Regions from separate parts of the Mus musculus genome. Here region 1 is linked to region 2. The links are chromatin contacts, called in public HiCAR-type maps. All regions are on one chromosome and are shown on one strand. The core of a region is the stretch at or near the end of the contact, and the rest is flanking DNA. Distances in the headings are between cores, read along the strand shown.

Region 1 (5,534 bases), core at 2,007-4,506, 150 kb before region 2:
TGGAACACAAGGTCCCCAATGGAGGAGCTAGAGAAAGTACCCAAGGATCTAAAGGGATCTGCAACCCTATAGGTGGAACAACTTTATGAACTAACCAGTACCCCCAGAAGCTTGTGTCTCTAGCTGCATAAGTATCACAAGATGACCTAGTTGGCCATCAGTGGAAAGAGAGGCCCATTAGTCTTGCAAACTTTATATGCCCCAGTACAGGGGAAGGCCAGGGCCAAGTACTGGGAGTGGGGGGGTGGGAGGTGGGGGGTAAGGTTTGGGGGACTTTTCGGGTAGCATTGGAAATGGAAATGAAGAAAATACCTAATTAAAAAAAACAATAAAAAAGTGATTTTGCTTTATTAACTTTAGAAGATGGGTGACATATTTAGTTAAAAGTGAGATTATAAAACATGCATAGAATGATATGTTTTGCCAATACACTCACACACACACACACACACACACACACACACACACACACACACACGGCACTATACATGCATCCTCCTAACTACCTTTCAAGCCCTGGGAAGTATATGCCATGGTTCTAAGTAATGGAAAGGCAACCAGCTTCTTCTTTTTTTTCTCTTTCCTTACATAATTACTGAGTAGTAGTATTCATGCAAATTTTTACAATTGATAAAAAAACAACAAACCCTAGCTGGGCAGTGGTGGCGCACGCCTTTAATCCCAGCACTTGGGAGGCAGGGCAGGAGGATTTCTGAGTTCGAGGCCAGCCTGGTCTACAGAGTGAGTTCCAGGTCTACAGATCTACAGAGTGAGTATACAGAGAAACCCTGTCTCGAAAAAAACAAAAACAAAAACAAAAAACCAAAAAAACCCTCAAAACACCCTAAAAACACGTTTTACTTTAATGAGAAGAAAACTATTCAAAGGAAAATAATTACATCTAGGTGTAGCATCTCACACGCCCCGGGGTTACCTTGCTTAGCTGACTGGCTGGCCATGCTTATTCTAACTCAGACTTGGAGGTTCCATCATGTTTTGCATGTACCATGGAAACAATGTATGATAGAAAATTCTGCAGGCAGAGTGAATACCTTTCCAGAATGAATATGCTTCCTATGAAACTCGAGGGGAAAGAGCTCCTAAGGGGAACCATTGTTTGGAGGTCCCCGCTACATTCCCAGTCTTGGCGATTTATATCTAAGCCCACAGCCTTGGGGATTAAAATCATAAATGTGTGCCCTTTCATGTTCTTGTGCTATGTTTTTGAGTTCATGCAAAAAAAATGTGTTGAAAGAGAAGGATCTGAGGGAGGAGCCATTGGATGGACAATATGTACATGCTTGTAGTTAATCCTGTCCAATGTGTTTAGATGTCGTCAACATCGATGAGTAATGTTCATGCCACGCAGCACGCACATAACATAGTTGTTAGCCATTTTTGGACATGTGGAACCCTGATTGAGTTGGTTCCCATTGATGCTTTAGTGTTGGCAGCATGCCCACAGGTTTAAGTTAAGCCCTATGTTGGCCACAGGCCCACAGGTCTACAGTCATCCCTGTGTTAGTCTCATGCCCACAGGTCTACAATTAAGTCCTGCCAGTTTCTGAGGTTATTTCATGGATTCTGTCATTTTAACAGAGCATGTATCTTCTGCTGCAAGGAAAATAGACAATGAGGTTTTGATCAGTCAGACAAGATAACGCATCCAGTGTTTCATTTCTGAGCCACCATGTTTTGTTCTCAGAAAAATTCATTAAATGACCCAGCTGCCTCCAAGTACCCACGCAGAGACACTAGGACTCTATAGCCCCTCTCTAAGCAGTAAAATCTTTAATCACTGGTACCTCTTGTAAATGGCTCTTGGGGCAGGTACTGAAAATTAGCTGTGTGATGTAGGCTGTTTATAAGATATTGGCCAGTTAGGAGTCCTTTCGTGGAGCAGAACATAACACTGACTGTGATATCATAGAGTCATTAATGACAGTAGCGACCAAATAGGTTTGAATGCTCAAGTTCTGTTATCCCGAGTAAACTGTTTTAGTAGGTCAGGTTTCTTCTCATAAATTGTAACACTCTAAAGCATTACATTTTGACTTCTGATGTGCATTTTGGTGCACACAGTTCCCTGTTTTCAGGGGGTTGATCGCTCTCTGAGCCGGTCCCCGATTTCTGATCGACGATAAAGGATCGACGTCTTTAACAGTCTGTGGGGCAATGAACTGGAAGCTTGAACTAAAAAGTTCACTCACTTCCTTTCTTCCTCACTCTCTGAAGGGCGGTGCTGTCTCCTTCATTACTCTCTGGTGGCATATCTTACTCCAACCTAGAGATAGCCTGTGGCTGGCTGTATATGTAAAGCCATTTGTTTTGATAACCAAGAACTAGGAATTTGGAGTCCTGGATCTGCCCCGGACTAATCAAGTGGCCTAAAGTCAGATAGCTAATCTGTCAGAGGCAGACCCAAGTTTCCAAGGAACAAGCAAGCTCAAAGCTCTGGCCTTTTACCAAAGTCCAAATTATTTTCCTTTAAACATAATGTCATAATTTAAATCTATTTCCTAACAGATCTCTTTTACTTCCTGCATCTAGAGTGCCAGGAAAGGACTGAGGAAAATGGCTCATCCCTCGCACCCCCTCTCTCCTTTGCAGGCTGAATGCATGGCTGAGCACAGCGCTCCCTCCCTCCGCTGTAGTGTGTTCAGATGGTATGGGCTGTGAGTGCTCTAGTCAACTCAACCCTGCCTATGGTTCTGCATTACAGCATTGTACTAAACTGCCCTCATTACAAAGCCTAGAAGGCAGAGCCCTTCTTTTCACATCTGTTTGTATTCTGAGGTCCAGTAGAATGTCGGATGCCCACACACTGTCCATCTTCACCGAAAGGTACTATGTGTAGCTTTCTTCCTTCCTGATGAATTGCATTTGCAAGAACCAGCTTGTGTTTGGAGAGCTGAGTTCCAGGAAGTAAGAGAAAGGACAGCTATGAACACCCACCCAGGTCTTACAGTGCACTCATTCCAGTCTGGCAGGGAGTGAAGGCCTTGGAGGGTGGGGGGAGCATTAGCAATTTTAGCAGAGCATAAAAATTGTTCTTTTTCTGCCTGGAAAGGGACTTGTGTCACATGTTAGGGAGACATTGTTGGGGAAAGCTCCTAAATAAGTAGAATTTCAGCCAGTGTGTTCATGAACTTCACCCTCCCTTGGAATGTTTTCGTTTTGCAAGGGGGAAATAGAGGTTGAGTCATTTACACAGCAAATGGGAGCCTCACCAAACAGGAAACCCTGGGAGATGTTTTTTTTTTGCTTCAGTGCCTTCTCAAAGCCCAGTTTATGAGATCTGCAGTGCCGTCAGAGACACACATTCATGTCTGGTATCATTTCTCCCATTCATCAGATGGCGCTGCCAGTTTTCATGACCATGATGAGCGTTCATTGGGTTGCTTATCTACCGAGGACATTGGAGCCTTCTGCTTGCAACAGTAATCCTCTGTGCCTGCTCTGTCTCCTTCCCCACAGTGCATTTCAAACAGCCTTCTAACCTTACACATCCTTTTGTTTGTTTCTGCAAACTGCCTGCTAACTGTCTGATATCATCCTTGGAACCAAGGCTGAGTGACAAGTCTAAGTGCAGGCACGATTTTGGTCCCGGACAGCAGAGGGCAGTGTTGAGCCAGGAAACAAGGTGACCTGCCTTTGCTTCTGGGTCTGCTTTTGTAGTTCATACATAAACTCTTGGTGATGCATTTTTATATGCATCACTGTATGTTAAATAACTCAAAAGCTGAAGGCATAATGCTTGTTTTAATATGACCATTCTCTCCCATCAGAGGATCTTCAGCATAAACTCATTGTAATAAATGCTTTCCACACTGGGCAGGACATCAAGAAGACAGTTCATTTTGCCATAAGTCGAAACATCTGCTAACCTATTCTTCACTTTCTGTTTTCTTCTGGAATTCATCTATACATGTAGTGGTATATTCACATGCAGGGGCTGGCTTGGGCATCCTTCTGCAGGGGACATCTGCCGGTATTCCTATGATGGAAGCTACTGTGGTCATGCCAACAGACCTGTTATTTATAACCTGGTCACCCACAGGTCTTCTGGGTGGGAATTTACCTTCCTATTAAAGACATTATCACATTTTTTAGGAGAACAGTAGAATGCCAGTTCTAATGGGCTTATGTCATCATATAAGCTACTGATTAGGTCTTTAGCATTGCGAGGAATTTCTATTTGTAAAAACCCCATGTTTGGAGTTTGGAGTTTCTCACAAGGTCATTGTTATCATTTAAACTTATGAGGATTTTATTTTTACTTAAAATATTTTTCTTTTATTTTATAATAATAAATGGCATCATGAATCTCTTTCAAAGTTAAACAAAATGTGTTTATAAGTGGACTATTGTTTTCAGCCAGGTTATATAATGATGAGCGCATGCGCGCGCGCGCGCGCGCGCACACACACACACACACACACACACACACACACACACACACACACGTATGTACGTACGTCAGGAAGAAAGGGAGAGGGAAAAATGGAGAAAAGGAAAGAGAGAGGGAAGGAGGGGAGTGCTCTGTAATGAGAAGGTTTCATTCATCGCCTTTAGTTTTTGTTTAGCATATTGAAAAACACCGTTTTTCCAGAGAGTGGTTCTTTATACACCAAAGCTATCAAGATTCCTTGGTTAAAGCCAGTTTTTAGGTAGTGTAAAATGTTTGAGGTAGTTCTGTTTTCTCTGTGTTTAGCTGCCTAGTTCCTTGTGCTCCCCCAGCCCCTGCAGGATTGACATGCACTGCTGTCTGGCCTTCCCTCTGCTTGGTGGCCTAATACCTGGGCCTTACGCTGAAGAGTGGTAGCATGAGTTCATTTCCAGGCCGGCCTCTTGGTTCAGTTATAGACAAGCTCTGTGTGCTTTGTTATGCCTTTTTTTAATTCTCTTATTCTTTAAGGAAAGCAAAGGAAAATTTGCTTGGACAAAGCACGAGTTTTTCCAATGGACATGCAGTTTATGACAACAAGCAGCGGTTGGGGTTGGACGCGGGTGCAGGAGAGGCTGTGACAGGAGAATATGCCTTAGTCATAAATGGCCACAGTTTGGTGAGTTTGCCCGAGGCTGTTCTTCTCTTTTTCTTTACTCCAGCAATCATCTCTTTTGTGCTGCCTTAATGAGAGTCTCCTTTGTGTTTTTCAAACAAATGTCACTACAAGAGATAGGGCGTGCACAGGATTTCCTGTTTGCAGAAGGAAAGACTTCCAGTGTGCCTTTCAGACATCATTGTTTGAAGGATCGCACTGGATGTGAGGCTCTGGAGAAACAGTTCGCAGGGAGTCTATGAGTTCTGCCTAAACGGTTACTTCCGTTGCTTCGCAGAACGGTTTAAACGCTTTTGGAAGACGGTGGGGGATGGCGCAGATCAGTTTTTCAGTTACCGTTCTTGCGAAGGTTTGTGATTTGCGAGTCATAACCTGACCTTCACAGAATTACCACGCCAAATCATTGCCATTAAGATACCTCTGGTGGTTTTTCTAAATAGCAACGTTCTGCAGCAAAGCCAAACGATTTGA
Region 2 (4,847 bases), core at 1,632-4,131:
TTCTGTTGCTGATGCTCGCATCTATGGTTCCAGTTTTCTTTCCTAGGGTTTCTATCTCCAGCATTGCCTCACTTTGGGTTTTCTTTATTGTGTCTACTTCCCTTTTTAGGTCTAGTATGGTTTTATTCATTTCCATCACCTGTTTGGATGTGTTTTCTTGTTTTTCTTTAAGGACTTCTAACTGTTTGGTTTTGTTTTCCTGCTTTTCTTTAAGGACTTGTAACTCTTTAGCTGTGTTCTCCTGTATTTCTTTAAGTGAGTTATTAAAGTCCTTCTTGATGTCCTCTACCATCATCATGTGATATGCTTTTAAATCCGGGTCTAGCTTTTCGATTGCGTTGGGGTGCCCAGGACTAGGTGGGGTGGGAGTGCTGCGTTCATTCTGATGATGGTGAATGGTCTTGATTTCTGTTAGTAGGATTCTTACATTTGCCTTTCGCCATCTGGTATTCTCTGGAGCTAGTTGTTTTAGTTGTCTCTGGTTAGAGCTTGTTCCTCAGGTGATTATGTTAGCCTCTATCAGCAGACCTGGGAGACTAGCTCTATCCTTAGTTTCAGTGGTCAGAGTATTCTCTGCAGGCAAGCTCTCCTCTTGCAGGGAAGGTGCTCAGATATCTGGCGTTCGAACCTGCCCCTGGCAGAAGTTGTTTTCCACTCACCAGAGGTCTTAAGATCCCGTGGAGGTTCCTGTGAGGACCTTGGGGGTGTCCAAAAACTCTGCGCACAAGGAACTCCGCTGCTGGAGTGGACCAGAAGGGACTTGTGCCCCCGATCAGGCCGGGTTATCTGCTTCCTTAATTAATGCAGTCTCAGGTCCCACGCGATTCGATTGGACAGACACTATGTTCCACTCACCAGAGGTCTTAGGATCCTGTGTGGAATCATGTGTAGTTCCTTGCAGGTGTCCAGAGACTCTGCGGGCAAGGCACCCCGGTGCTGGAGTGGGCCGGAAGGGCGAAATTGTTAATTTTCTTTCTTTCTAAATTTCTCTTTCTTTCTTTCTTTCTTTCTTTCTTTCTTTCTTTCTTTCTTTCTTTCTTCCTTTCTTTCTCTCTCTCTCTCTCCCTCTCTCTCTCTCCCTTCCTTCCTTCCTTCCTTCCTTCCTTCCTTCCTTTCTTTCTTCCCTCCCTCCCTCCCTCCCTCCCTCCCTCCCTCCCTCCCTTCTTTCTTTCTTTCTTTCTTTCTCTCTTTCTCTCTTTCTCTCTTTCTCTCTTTCTTTTTTCAAAAGCAAGAGGTTCATTTTCATTTCTGCACATTGGGGTCAACCTTCAATTAGTCCCTCAAGGCAAGTAACGAGAAGGGAACCCAGACACATTTTCTTTTTTTTTTTTTTTAATTACTTTTATTTTTTTTACAGTCAAGCCATTGCCCCCCTCCCAGTCCCACTCCCACAGTTCCTTATCCCATTCTTCCTCTGTCCTGTTCCAAGAGGATATTCCCCTCTCTCCCAGGCCTCCCCTGGAACCTCAAGTCACTGGATGGTTAGGTATGTCTTCTCCCACTGAGAAGTTAATTTTTAATATTATCATTTAAAATAAATACTCATTTAATATTTATTTATTTTAATTCCAAAGTCAGTAGTTGTATGTATAAATCATATAGAAAACATACCTTGAGGACTTTATTAATTTTCAAGAGTATAGAGAAATTCTTGGGATAATAACTTTGAAGATTTCTGTGCTAGATATACAATTTAATAAAGCAGTAGATTACAGGGGAGCAAAAGACGTTGAGGGTGGAGTTGGCCTTGTTGGGATGTGGGTCTCAGGTTGCTTCGCTTCAGTTAGAGAAAGGGGAGGAGAACACTGGTCAAAAGGCATGGTGCTAGCAAGGGTGGATTTGGAGGACCACAAGACAGTAGCAATAGATTAAGCTGTGAGAACCCTCCAAATTGCTCCTTTTATCTTAGCATACTACTTGACCTGATTCTGTTGTCCATGACATTCTCATTCTCCCCTCCCCCATCTCTTTCCTGCACAACCTTTCCTGAAAAAGTTTCTGTTTTTAACAATTCATGTAATTCTGCTAGGTCCATCTTGGTAGTCCATAATAATCTTCCTATCTCATGGTCTTGTGCTTTAATCACACTATAAAAAGACCCCTTTGTTATGAAAATGTGCTGGCTAATTTTATGTCATCTTGACACAGTCTAGAGTCATCTGAGAGGAGGGAACCCCAACTAAGAAAATGCCTCCGTAAGATGAGACTGCATGTAAGCTTGTAAGACAATTTCTTAATTAGTGAATGATGTGGGAGGGCCTCTCGAATTTTGGATGGGGCCATGCCTGGGCATATGGTCCTGGGTTCTATAAGAAAGCAGGCTGAGCAGGCCACAAGGTGCAACCCAGTAAGCAGCACCCCCCCCCCCCCAGGGCTTCTGCATCAGCTCCTACCTCCAGGTTCCTGCCCTGTTCAAGTCTTGCTTGGTTCCTTTGATGATAAATAGTGATGTGAAAGTGTAATCCAAATAAACCCTTTTCTCCCCAAGTTGCTTTGGTCATGGTGTTTTATCACAATAATAGTAATGCTCACTAAGACAGCAAGGTAACATACTCATAGATCCTGGGCACATATTTATATATACCTTTTTATGGATTTTAAGTGCAGTGTAACTGGTGTTCACAGGAGGGATAGCTGCAGATAATCCTGACAAGCATTGCTTTCTAATTACATTCCTGTCCACAACTGTTATTCAGGTAACTAGGGAAATAAACACCCATAATTTCTGGAAATAACTTCTTTTTAATTTGTATCTCTCAAAAAATTCCACTAGAATTGTCCTGGCTAATCCCAGAAATCAATATTTCATTGGTATGGAATTTCGCCCTCTCAGGCACTCAGATCTCAGCAGTGAGTTTCCACATGACATGTGTCCCGAGTGTGGCTGCGTTGACAAGCCTTGGAGTGAAAGGCTGCAGTTAGGCGAATGCTTGTTACACAGCCACCAGCATTGTCGAGAGAGCACAAGAAACTCCAGGGTTTTGAGTAATAACTTATCAAGATGGCCAAATTATGAAAGAATGCTTAAATTAGATAAAAAAAAAACCCACGCAATATGGATACAGCTAAAATATTTTCCTTCTGAAACTAATTTATAAGCTTGTCTAGCTTACCCTTGCATTTGTGTGTGATATGGTGAGTGATTATGTAAGGACAGAAAGGGAATCTCTAGGGTGTAAATTACAGGAACAACTGGAGATTCAGCCAAAGGTCAGTCATAAGCCAGAACAAGTCCAAATTCAGAAACTAGTCTCACAGAATTGATTGTCTTATAAAAATCAGGCAAAATGGCAAAAGCTATTATTTTCACCCTCATAAATGTATGTATATCTACAAGGATTCTGTTGCTTCAGACAGACAAATAACTTGCCAGGACATTCTTCTATCAATGTTTAATGTTACTCTGTAAGAGTGGTCTTTGGCATCTGGCAACTTCCATTGTGTAAAATACCATCTGTGTACCGCCTAGCCCGGTGGCTTTGCATGTATTTCCTCCCAGAAAGGTGGCCCAAAGCACAGCGACCTGTGTTTCTCTTGGAAAATTCTTTTCTTAATCATTTTACTTAAAACATTCCAAGTGTTAATGTGTGTGTGTGCCTGAGTATGTCTATGCATGACGTACATGTCAGAGCCCAAGGAGTCCAGAAGAAGGCATCAGATCCTCTGAAACTGGACCTAGAGAGAGTTGTAAGCACCATATACCCTAGGTCCTATAGAAGAAGAGCCAGGGCTGTTAACCACAGAGCCATCTCTCCTTTTTTTTCTAAAGGAAGTCTGCACTCTACTTCTTCTAACCTGCCTTGGAGAGTGGCAGTGGATTCTGTCACACCAATTTCCCTGCTCTCCAGTTCCTTTTCATTATGGTCTTGTCCCCTTTGATCTAATGTGCTGTTTCTATAATTACATATGTATGTAGCTTACTGGATTGCAGTAAGAATGCTGTCTCCATCAGACAGTGTAATGCTCCCAGACCACAGGAACACGACATAGTCTATTAGCTAATAATTTAAGTAGATTTGAGGATGACAACTGAGGTTGAAGAGTCCTAAGTATGGAAGCCATGGCATCCCACTTGGAAAATGCATGCATGAGGCTCCAGAAGGTTGTGAGTGAAGTGGGAAAGTCTCTATAAGGGAATGAAACTGTAAGCACATTAAAGGAAAGTTATGTCAGAGGTTTGCCTTTGATTCTGGCCATTTGTATGGGCCCTTTTGGCATCCATCCATTGTACTGTGGAAGGACTTAAAGTGTCTAAATTGTTTGTTCCCTACTTTGAGAATTATCAATCATTTGGAAATTTCCTTTGAAATCCCAATTTTTTTAAAGAAATCAAGAGGGAGAAACATTGAGCTTTTGAAGAACAAGGCACGATGGCTCCAGAAAACAAAGGGAAGCCTTTTCTTAGAATGATTATGATACTTAGTCTAATCTTGAAAATCCTGAAGCCCCAATCTCTCTGACCCTGTAGGTCCTGATTAGTCTAGAACTAGTCAGTTCCTAGAGATAGCAGACATCTTGCCTGAGACACACTGGCAACAGAATTAATGAATAAAGCACAAATCAGAGTCATGGCCTAACCAACTCCTTAGCCAGAGCCCTCAATAAACACCAGAGGACCAGGTACCAAACAATTGGACTCCATGCCCTAGATCTTAAACCTGCCCACCCGCCTACCTGCTTACATGCTCATTACTACTGCCCACCTGCCTACCTGCTTACATGCTCATTACTACAGAATACCCCTTCAGAAATCCCCTTAGTCTTTTTGCTTCCCTCAGCTCTCCATTCTTCACTGCTTTGAGCTGCAAAGTAGTTGAAAGGACCCTCCTGGTGAGCATGATTATCAA

What was found. HiCAR-type assays count read pairs that join an accessible place to other places.
Region 1: a contact with region 2 is called in a HiCAR-type map of fibro-adipogenic progenitors, with 4 times the contacts expected there. The contact joins two enhancer-like sites. A contact is called at or near these places in 1 of 15 datasets of contacts at CTCF or cohesin (the NIH/3T3 cell line), 2 of 115 datasets of contacts at active chromatin or transcription factors (bone marrow-derived dendritic cells and fibro-adipogenic progenitors) and 2 of 9 other capture datasets (adipose tissue and embryonic stem cells).

Annotation. Positions count from the first base shown.
Region 1 is chr2:126,361,288-126,366,821 of GRCm38.p6, reverse strand. Atp8b4 (ATPase, class I, type 8B, member 4) reads left to right here. Exons shown (of 28, transcript NM_001080944.3): 21 at 4,919-5,066. Among named protein-coding and RNA genes, the nearest start is that of Atp8b4, 130 kb to the left of the region's middle. Within about 2 kb of position 3,256, at least 63 of the 459 cell types and tissues checked have an H3K27ac peak or open chromatin away from gene starts, as enhancers often do. A contact at or near this core is called in adipose tissue and fibro-adipogenic progenitors, where this site is marked.
Region 2 is chr2:126,209,540-126,214,386 of GRCm38.p6, reverse strand. No RefSeq gene overlaps it. Among named protein-coding and RNA genes, the nearest start is that of Dtwd1, 60 kb to the right of the region's middle. Within about 2 kb of position 2,881, at least 10 of the 459 cell types and tissues checked have an H3K27ac peak or open chromatin away from gene starts, as enhancers often do. A contact at or near this core is called in adipose tissue and fibro-adipogenic progenitors, where this site is marked.